2 separate regions of the Sus scrofa genome follow, and region 2 is linked to region 1. A link is a contact called in public HiChIP or PLAC-seq data. All regions are on one chromosome and are shown on one strand. Each heading gives the region's core, a stretch centred on a gene start, on an enhancer-like site or on the middle of the called end of the contact. The rest is flanking DNA. Distances are from core to core; before and after follow the strand shown. Region 1 overlaps ANO6 (anoctamin-6). Region 2 overlaps ANO6 (anoctamin-6).

What was found. HiChIP or PLAC-seq counts read pairs in DNA pulled down with a chosen protein or histone mark.
Region 2: a contact with region 1 is called in an H3K27ac HiChIP or PLAC-seq map of alveolar macrophages. The contact joins two enhancer-like sites. A contact is called at or near these places in 2 of 2 datasets of contacts at active chromatin or transcription factors (alveolar macrophages and skeletal muscle).

Annotation. Positions count from the first base shown.
Region 1 is chr5:76,128,796-76,133,690 of Sscrofa11.1, forward strand. The region is part of intron 1 of ANO6 (anoctamin-6); the gene reads left to right. Among named protein-coding and RNA genes, the nearest start is that of ANO6, 19 kb to the left of the region's middle. Within about 2 kb of position 1,581, at least 49 of the 83 cell types and tissues checked have an H3K27ac peak or open chromatin away from gene starts, as enhancers often do. A contact at or near this core is called in alveolar macrophages, where this site is marked.
Region 2 is chr5:76,317,522-76,322,721 of Sscrofa11.1, forward strand. It overlaps ANO6 (anoctamin-6), which reads left to right. Exons shown (of 22, transcript XM_005655713.3): 19 at 4,905-5,110. Among named protein-coding and RNA genes, the nearest start is that of ANO6, 210 kb to the left of the region's middle. Within about 2 kb of position 3,795, at least 4 of the 83 cell types and tissues checked have an H3K27ac peak or open chromatin away from gene starts, as enhancers often do. A contact at or near this core is called in alveolar macrophages, where this site is marked.

The DNA of each region.
Region 1 (4,895 bases), core at 331-2,830:
ACCTGCTATTCCTAGTAATGTTTATTTAGTCCAGCGGTATTTTTTTTGAAAAAACATTTAAAAGGCACATTTCACATACTGTAACATGTACAGTTAACTGCTCGGTTTGGTAAGTCGTGACAGTTGTATAACTACCCACCCAAAACAAGACAGAGGACATTTTCATCACCCTTGCAGGGCAGACACTTAATGCCATCTACCAAATTGGTTTCACCTGTTCTTAAACGTCATCTAAATGGAATCATGTAGGATGTAGTCTTTTAGGTACCTGGCCTCTTGGCATAATTTTGGAAATTCATCCATGTCGTTTTATCAGTAGTAGCCTAGTATATTTTAACTGTAAGAATATCTGAAAAACTATTTTGAATTAAATCTTGACATATTACATCTCTGATAAGGAGCAAACTAACAATAGTTAATTTTTAATTCTATTTTTTACATTGAAGCCAAGTATTACTTGGCCTTAGTTATTCTGTCAATTTGTAATCTTTTTCAAAGCTCATGCATTGCCTTGCTGGGGATAGGAAATTAGCAAATGTTTACTCTGGAAGGGAATGTGTGAGGAACATGAACTCGGATCTCATTTTATAGAAATTCAGATCTTAATGACCCTGCTGTGATGCAAAACCAAACGGCCCACTCATTCTGCTGACAGTTTTACTGGTGAGTATGATACTCGCCCCCAGCGGACTGTTTGTGGGTGCTGTCCTTCAGTGTAAGGAGTTCAAGTGTAATAATAATGCATTTTTCCAAAAGGTCAGTGCTTACTGTTTTGTTTTTTTTTTTAAAACTGGTAAAAATATTTTCAACAGCTATTATTAGCCTCATTTGGTAATTGAGTCGCTCTGAGAACACAAACAGTAACAGTGACCTATCCAAAATGAAGGAGCGATTCACTGCTGGTGCAAGATATTAGACGCCAAAATATTTATTCTAGCACATGTGTTCCAAGTTCCTCTGCAGAGAAGTTATTGACACTCACGTTGGTTTCCCTTGAGGGTGACTCATGATTTCTTGAGTCTGGTTTCACTGTTAGTCACTGCCGCTGCTTGGGTTAAAGCAGGCTGTTAGACTCTGCCTGGATTCCAGCCTTCCCAGCCCACCCCCAGCACCCTTCCCCACCCCACCCCTTACTCCCACCTCCTGGCTCAGCCACTCAACAGTCTCTGGAAAGGATTCCCACTCCAGGCAAGCAGGCTTTTTATAATTTAGCAGTTAGTATCACTGCAGCATTAACCTTGTATTTGGGTTCAGAACAAGTTGGCTAGTTCTTTTTTCCCTGTTCCTTACATTCATTTTCTCAGATACATGCTTAGAATGCCACTCCCTCTGGTTCTCCAGGTCCTGTCCTGTCGGTGTCTCCTAATTGGTCTCATGCCCTGGGAGTGAAGTCCTTCCCCCCTCCATGTGGCCTCCTGCTCTGCCCAAAACAGACCCTGATCGTGGCCTGCCTGGGTCTCCAGATTTAATATCATGAGTTGTGCCTCTCTCCCTTTCTTCAGTTGTTATTCCAGTGGTACCTTAAATCTTGGGCCCTCATTTGTGATCAGCGTGTTTTTCTTTTCACTCTACTTCCTTAGTCATGCTGTGCTGGCTGCTCTAAGTGGGGCTGTGAGTAAGAATGGGATACAGTTTCCTGCAGTAAGAGATACGAGACTTCAGCTGGGCACCTAAGAAAGATGAAGTGTTTACTGGAATGTGGGAAAACTACCTCCCGGGCAGGGGCACGGTGGAGATCTGTGCCTGGCGGTAAACAATCCTATTCTAAAGCAGTTTTCCAGTTTGGGGAGGGTCCTCCGAGCAGCAGGATGTCTGATTCCAGCTAGCCCTCAGCAGGGGAGCGCTGATGGCTGTCTCGGTAAACCTCCTTTCCCTGTTCTTCAGTATAGAAAACGCATATTTTCTCAATCTTGTGCACGTACCTCTTTAAGAAAAGTCCTCTAGTCAAAATTTTAAGATGTGCTGAGAATCCAAAAAGTGGAGAGCCACTCTTGGCTTTTCCCTTCCCTCCCGGATGCCAATGGCATTCCTGAACCCTGCTGCCTCCACATTCCGTGGCGACCGCATCCTCTCGGAGGCGGCCTTCTTCCTGGCTCCACACTGGACTTGGTCCAGGCACTTGCTCCCAGGCCTCCTTCCTCCCAGGCAGCCTCCATAGCCTCATCCTGGGTCTTCCCTGAGCCCCGCTGCTGTCGTGGAAATGGCAGAGGCTGCATTGGAAGGGAAGCGGGATCTTACCTGCTTTAGGAAAAGGAAATTAGCTAAGGTGAGCGCACAGGCAGGACAGTCCTAACCCCATTGTGACAGAACCTAGCAGACATCAAGTTCACATTATATTTATTTAAAAAAAGTGACAGGAGTTCCCGTTGTGGGTCAATGGGATGTGAGGATGCAGGTGTGACCCCTGGCCTCGCTCGGTGGGTTAAGGATCTGGCCTGCCTTGAGCTGCAGTGTAGGTCACAGATGGTGCTCTGATCTGGTGTGGCTGTGACAGCCTGATTCAAACCCTAGCCTGGGAACTTCCATATGCCGCAGGTGTGGCCCTAGAAATAAAAAAAAAAAAAAAATTTTTTAAGTTTTAAAAAAGTGACAAATGCTGAGCATGGTAGACTATGTAAGGATTATTGTCAGACTTCTGATAGAGCTGGTGCCATTCATTTTATTAAGCTGTTTTCACCTGTGAAGTTCAAAAAAGGTTGAGAAAGGTTCCCATCTGAATTTTTAATTTTGTGCAATAAGTCAGGTTGCAGCATTTCACATACCTCTGAAAAAGTTTATTGTGACTGTGGACTTTTAATGGGCAATTAGAATAAGAAAGTATGTATTAATGTTTTACAGATATATGTAGAAAATCCATCATCTGTGACTTCTGTATACTATGTTAATTTATTTGTTACTTTATTTGTCCACAAGTAGTAAGTGATTATTTGGATAATAATTGTGGTGGCAGATTGCTTTGTAGTGTTTTGAAGTCTGAATGAATTTACTGTACGTGGGAGTCGCCTTGGCCATGCATTCCAAATCAAAAGGACTACTTTCTTAGTATTGTCTACCCTTAACAACTTGGAATAAAGTATTTTATTTTTCTACATATCTCTCTCCTCTCATATAAAGCAGTGACTGAATTGAGCTGCTTTTTTGGTCTTATTAGAGATGTTTGCAGATACATTTTTTTTTCTTTTTTAAAAGTTTTATTGAAGTATAGTTGATTTACAGTGTGGTGAAAATTTGTGCTGTACAATAAAGTGATTCATTTATACACACATACACTCTTTTCTCATATAGATTATCACAGAATATTGGTAGAGTTCCCTGTGCTATACCACAGGTCCCTGTTGGTCAGTCATTCCATATACCACAGTGTGCATATGCCAGTCCCAAACCCCTGTCCAGCCCCCCAGCCTGTCCCCTTTGGTAACCAAAGGTTTTTTTTCAAAGTCTGTGTGTCTGTTAAGTTCATTTGTATCTTTTTTTTTTTTTTTTTTGCTTTCTTGGGGCCTTACCGGCAACATATGGAGGTTCCCAGGCTAGGGGTCGAATCGGAGCTACAGCTGCTGGCATACACTACAGCCACAGCAACTCGGGATCCGAGTCACATCTGCGACCTACACACAGCTCACGGCAATGTCAGATCCTTAACCCACTGAGCAAGACCAGGGATCAAACCCGCAACCTCATGGGTCCTAGTCAGATTCGTTTCTGCTGAACTACAATGGGAACTCCTGTATCCTTTTTTAGATTCCATGTATAACTAATATATGAAGTTGTCTTTCACTGTCTAACTTCATTTAGTATGGTAATTTCTAGGTCCATCCATGTTGCTGCAAATGGCATTACTTCATTCTTTTTTATAGCTGAATAATATTTCACTGTATGTATGTACCATATCTTCTTTATCTGTTCCTCTTTTTTTTTTTAAGATATTATTTACTCGTCTATTGGCTTTTTTTCTAATTTAACCAACTCTCCAACCCCCTGTACTTTTTTTTTTTTTTTTTGGGTCTTTTTGCCATTTCTTGGGCGGCTCCCGCGGCATATGGGAGGTTCCCAGGCTAGGGGTCTAATAGGAGCTGTAGCTGCCAGCCTACGCCAGAGCCACAGCAACTTGGGATCCAAGCCGTGTCTGCGACCTACGCCACACCTCACGGCAACGCCGGATCCTTAACCCACTGAGCAAGGGCAGGGATCGAACCTGCAACCTCGTGGTTCCTAGTCGGATTCATTAACCACTGCGCCACGACGGGAACTCCCCATCTGTTCCTCTTTTGATGGACATTTAAGTTGCTTCCCTGTCTTGGCTATTTTAAATAGTGCTGTAGTGAGCATTGGGGTGTATGTCTCTTTTCAAATTATGGTTTTCTCTGGATATATGCCCAAGAGTGGGATTGCTGGATCATATTTTTAGTTTTTTGAGAAACCTTCATGTAGTGGTTGTATAGATACATTTTTAAAGTGTAATTACTTACTGCAGATTAAAGGGAGAGATTCAGACACAGCACAGATTGTCTCTCATTTATCACAGGTTATCTCCTGCAAATGTTCCGTATAGAGAAATACTTAAATCAAAGGTCATTTTCTTGGAGGGATGGCATATAAAGGAAGATTATACTGAGGATCTTTTGTCCTGTGTTTTACAGAAATGTAATTTCACCCAGTATAAATGCTATATAAAGCTTTCCCTGTAACTTAAAAATTGATTGGATAAGGAAATATAGTAACCTTTTAAAATCATACTTGATTTTTGGTGACAGAATAGTGAGAGTTTCTATTATGCTCCTCATGATTCCTGCCTAATTTTTATTGCGGCCATTAGAAGATGAGTGAGTAAAAGGCTTCACAGGCTCTTGAAAGGAGAGTATCAGTGAGGCATCTCTGAGGAGGTTTGCAGGAGTCTC
Region 2 (5,200 bases), core at 2,545-5,044, 190 kb after region 1:
AGGAACTTCCATATGCCACAGGTGTGGCCATAAAAAGAAAAGTAAATGAATGAGCAAATAATAAATAAATAATCAGCCTCAGTCTCCCTGCAAGAAAAAGATGGCATATCAGCTGTTAAAGAGGGATTTTTTAGGTTTATTAAATTATTTTCCTATTACCCAAATAATCCCTAATGCCTTAGGAAGATGAATCAGTTTTGAGACTAGGCAGTCTGTTATCTCTATTCAGCACCAAAGTGAAATCTGTGTTTCGTTCGTGTAGTTTGTCAGAGATGGAATTTCCAAGTGCCTTTTGAATTGCTTCTGTTCCTGTAACATAAACACAGAGCGCCTTTGGTGGTGATCTCATCCCCACAGCTTCTCCTCCTGGTTTTCCCTGTGTTCATTGATGACGCCACCACCACCTTTTTCATTAGTGCCTCTTAGCTACTGAAGGAAAAGACCTCCTGAGAGACAACCCTGGAGCCTTCCGCTCTGGCCCCCTCTGCCATGGAGGGAACTAGTACTCACCTCTGCTTGAATACCTGTCCCTGCTTCTCTCCCTAGAGGAATTCCTGCCAGGCCTCAGCAGGAACCCTTAACTTTTCACCCCACTTTCCAGCTCTCTTCTCTAGGTATCAAGAGCCTTGATTCCTGTCTTGATAGTATGTCTTGTATGCATGCCTTTCTCCCTGGCTAGTAGATGCATCCTGTTGGAAGTAGCATGCAGGCCTTTGCATCTTTCAGTCCTCAGCTGGAACATGACTGCCTAGGCCCTCATACATATTCATTTAAGTGACTTGAGCTTGGAGTTTCAACACACACACACAATTGTTATAGCTGTTAGTTGAGTTGACAGTAACGTTGCCCTAGCAGCCCCTACAAAGTTCTGGATGGCATGTTTGTTTTTTGGAGTGGAGTTTCTTTTTTATTTTGTTCAGTGAATTACCCACCATCCTTTGAGAGTATTAGAGCAACCCTGGGGGGTTAACCAAAGTTGCCTCCCCAAGTGTATGTTCCTGACTTCTGAGAACTCAGACACAGGACATAAGAGAAATGGTCAATCTTAAAATCTGGAAGCTGTAGGATACTGTTTTGTACTCAGACACAGCACAAACACCGGTCTCTCGAGAACTCAGTGATACCTTCCCAGTGGGCAGGGCCATACATGAAATGAGGTGAAGCGATGAAGTTGGCCCTGTTTGTCTGCAGTACTGCCTCTTCCACACTTGCCATGTTCACTTAGCTTCATCTATTATTTCTCCATTTACTATAATTAATGTCAATTGCTCCTCACCATTTCCTTGCACCCACCCCTTTCTTTCCCTCTCTCTCCAGCGCTATACCCACCCAGACTTTCCCTGCATGCTCCAGACTCAGGCCTGTCTTTCCCCACAGCCCCCATCTCTGTTCTGTTTCTGCCTACCACCTGCATTGGTGATTCCTCATCTTTGCAGGATGAACTTTCCAGAATGGCAGAGAGGTGACTGGGATGATTAGTTGGCCTCTCATCTCTTTACTCATTTATTTATTCACTCATTCATCCATCCATCCAGCAAACATTGAGCATTTGCTATGCCAAACATTGTCTCAGGTGCTAGGGACAAATAGGATTTGGTGTCTGCATGCACAGGGCCAAGTAAGAGATGGTGAGTACTTGGTGGATTGCTGAGCAGATGAACACAAATCAGACTTCCTATAGCAGGTGATACATAACCTGGATTTTGAAGGGTGAAATGAAAGTGAGTTATCAGAAGTGTCATAGAGGTCATGGACATTTCGTAGAGAGAGAGGGATGCAGTTTTCAAGTACAAGAGTGTGAAACAACTTGGCCAGTTGGGAGAATGGCATTAAAGAATGGCTAGAACAAAGGATCTATAGGTGGGAGTATGAGGGAAGCAAGGGCCATATCATGATGGGTCTCTTAGTCAGGGGACTCGAACCTATCCTTAAAGAAATAAGGATACATTGGGATATTTGTAAGCAAGAGAATTGCATAATGTTTATGTTGAAAGATCCGATTATGCTGGCCTTAGCTTTTTAAAATTGTTTAAGTAAAACAAAAATCAAGGGGGAAAAGCATTCCACAGAGAAGAAAATACTTGGCCATATTTTTAAGCTGACTAATAATCAAATAAACAGGGACCAAAAACACGCATTGGCTTTGGAATATGCAGCATCCCTCAGAGTTAGCAAGAGGAGTCTCAGTCTGGAGGTGAGGGCCACGGGAGACTTACAGCTTTGAGTGGTGGAGAAATAGCCAGCGTATGTGCTGCTTCAAGAAACTTGGCTATAGGAGTTCCTGCAATGGCAGCAATGGATTGGCAGCATCTCTGCAGTGCCAGGACGCAGGTTCAATCACCAGCCGATGCAGTGGGTTAAGCATCCGAGTTGCTGCAGCTGCAGCGTAGGTTGCAACTGCATTTCAGATCTGATCCCTGCCATGGGGTGGCCAAACAAGAAAAACAAAAAGAAGGAAAGAAAAGAAACTTGGCTGTAGGAGTTCTTGTGGCTCTGCTAGTCATATTCATTTCCACTTCCATGAGGATATAGTTCGATCCCTGGCCTCGCCCCATGGGTTAAGGATCTGGCGTTGCTGTGAGCTGTGGTATAGGTCACGGATGTGGCTTGGATCTCGTGTTGCTGTGACTGTGGTGTAGACCAGCAGCTACAGCTCCGATTCGACTCCTGGTCTGGGAACTTCCATGTGCCTTGAATGCAGCCCTAAAAAGACAAAAAAAAAAAAAAAAAAAAGAGTGAATGGCAAAGCATAGAAAGTATCAGAGAACAACAGAGGGTCATGAGAAAGTTTCAGGCAGGGTTATTTTTGTTTTTACAATGGGCGTTTTTGGCCTTGCTGAGTTGATAGGCCTTTGTTGTTCTTGGTTTCCAAAGCTGTTTAGAAAGTTCTCACTTGACTATCAGAAGAGATTATATCAGGTTGGTTTTTCCTGGTGCTTTATTTTTTTAATTAAAAATGTTTAATCCATCTGGAATTTATTTTGATGTCAAAAGTGAGGACTCCATTACCGGTTCTTCCAATGATTTAGCTAATTAACTCCAATACTTGAATCCACTGATTTGAAGTATCGCTTTTATAATATTACTAAAATCTCATGAGTATCTGCCTCTGTTCTTGAAATCTATTTAATTCATTCTGTTAATGCACTAGTTATGAACTATGTCAGTTACCATAGCATTATAATAGACAGTAGTATCTCTTGGAGCTGGTCCCATTGGATCCTTTGTCAGTAATCTCTCTAACACTGTCAAGTTCAAACATCCGCCTCATTCGTTTACTTGTGGACCATCACCTTTCAGCTTTTTTCGAGTCCATTTAGCATTATTAACTAAATTTGCATTTGAATTCTAGATTTTGGGGGAAAAAAAAAAACCTGATATGTCCCCAAACTTGAATCTTTCCAGTTAAGAGTGTGGTTCATCCTACCATTCATTCATTATTTGTTTATATTTTCTTAATTGTCATAACCGTCTTAACACTTCTTACTAATTTATTTCTAAATAGTGTGTGCCTTTGTTGGCATTATAAATAGTGTCTTTTCTCCTTTGGGTTTTTAACTGGATTTCTCATTAATAAAGTCCTAGTTTCTGGCTTCTCTTGGATAAGAACTGGCAGCATTGGGCCCTCATTCCAGGATGGGGACTGGGAATGGTGCCTTTCATTAGGACATGCACTTTGCCAGTTACTGCACCCACTCCATGCATTTCTATGACTTGCCTGGCCCCTGTAGGCAGATGAGTTCATTAGGGTTCAGTGAGTCATAGACACAGATGTGGACGTCACTGTTTGGTGCCATGCCATGTCTCTCTGACATCACCAACTCTGGTTCTTGCCTGACTTCCCTGACTATCATGGCTCCTGTCTGGCCTGTAGACCAGCCAGATCTTTCCTGACTGCTTTTCTGCAATACATACTGGCCTCTCAGACCAGGAACAAAGGCCAGCTCCTCCTACCCAGCCACCCACTCCACTGTCCTGCCCTTCCTGGCCAGCGTGATCCCTGCCCCTTGGCTGGGCAATAGCCCTAAGGGAGCTGTAAATTTCCCTCTCATCCACTGTTTTAGTTACATACCTGTGCTAGTTTACTTTAAAGGTCTTCCAAGTAGGAGGGAAGGGTCTAAAACTTTTTTAGATCTCTAGCCTTATTGCTTACCTCTACCTCCGTGTGGTACAACTTACCCCACATCTCTGCTGTCCCCTCTAACTGACATAAGTTAGAGACAAAGAGAAAAGAGCTTCTAAGCAGCCACCAGCACAATTTTGACTTACTGTGACCACATAGTCTGCAATAATATCAAGATAAAAATTCCTGAAGGATTATATTTTAACTTATGCAGACACTTATTGCATACATTTGTGTTTTGTATAAATATCTCAAATTCTCTGTGTAGCACTTACTTCCCCAGATTCAGGGGAGCTTGCTCATTTGCCTATTTTCAGCATATCTCCTCCAACATTCTCTAAGCACAGCCTTCCCAAAGGTACATTGCTTACTTCTTTTTAACTTGTGACATCCTTCCATGATATTCCTTTTTTTTTTTTTAATCCTAAATCACAAATTATCTTCCAGCATTCTATTATTTCTACACTGAGAATGAATAATATGCTTATGGTGTCCCAGTTTATTTATGACCAGCAAAAAAAATATGGTTGATTAACGTTTTTAAATGTGTTGTTCCTATCAAGTGTATATATGTAAGAGAAAGGCTCTAATTAGTCTTCTTCCCAGAGAGTTATATTTGTCTTTCGTTTGGGTTCTTTCACTGTTGAACATTATTACCATGAACGTGTTTTCTCTTTGCAATTGAGTTCGCTGTTTGCCTTTCTCTTTACAAGAGGAAAGGAATATGTGTTGTCCTTCCATCCATCCACCACTCCATGATGTGTGTCCATTCCATTGACAGTTATTCAGTTTGGGTTCGTCACCTTATTTGTGGCCTCTTTTCCATTGGCCCCTCTGTTGGCTCTGGTGAACAATATATTGGAAATAAGAGTGGACGCCTGGAAACTGACTACCCAGTATAGACGCATGGTACCAGAAAAAGCCCAGGACATCGGAGCATGGCAGCCCATCATGCAAGGAATAGCGATTCTGGCTGTGGTGACCAATGTGAGTAAACAGGCTTCCCAGGGTAAAGACCTCGAAAAGTCCAAAAACGCATTAGCATTGCTTCCCAAGGAACCCGGTGTTCAGCACTTT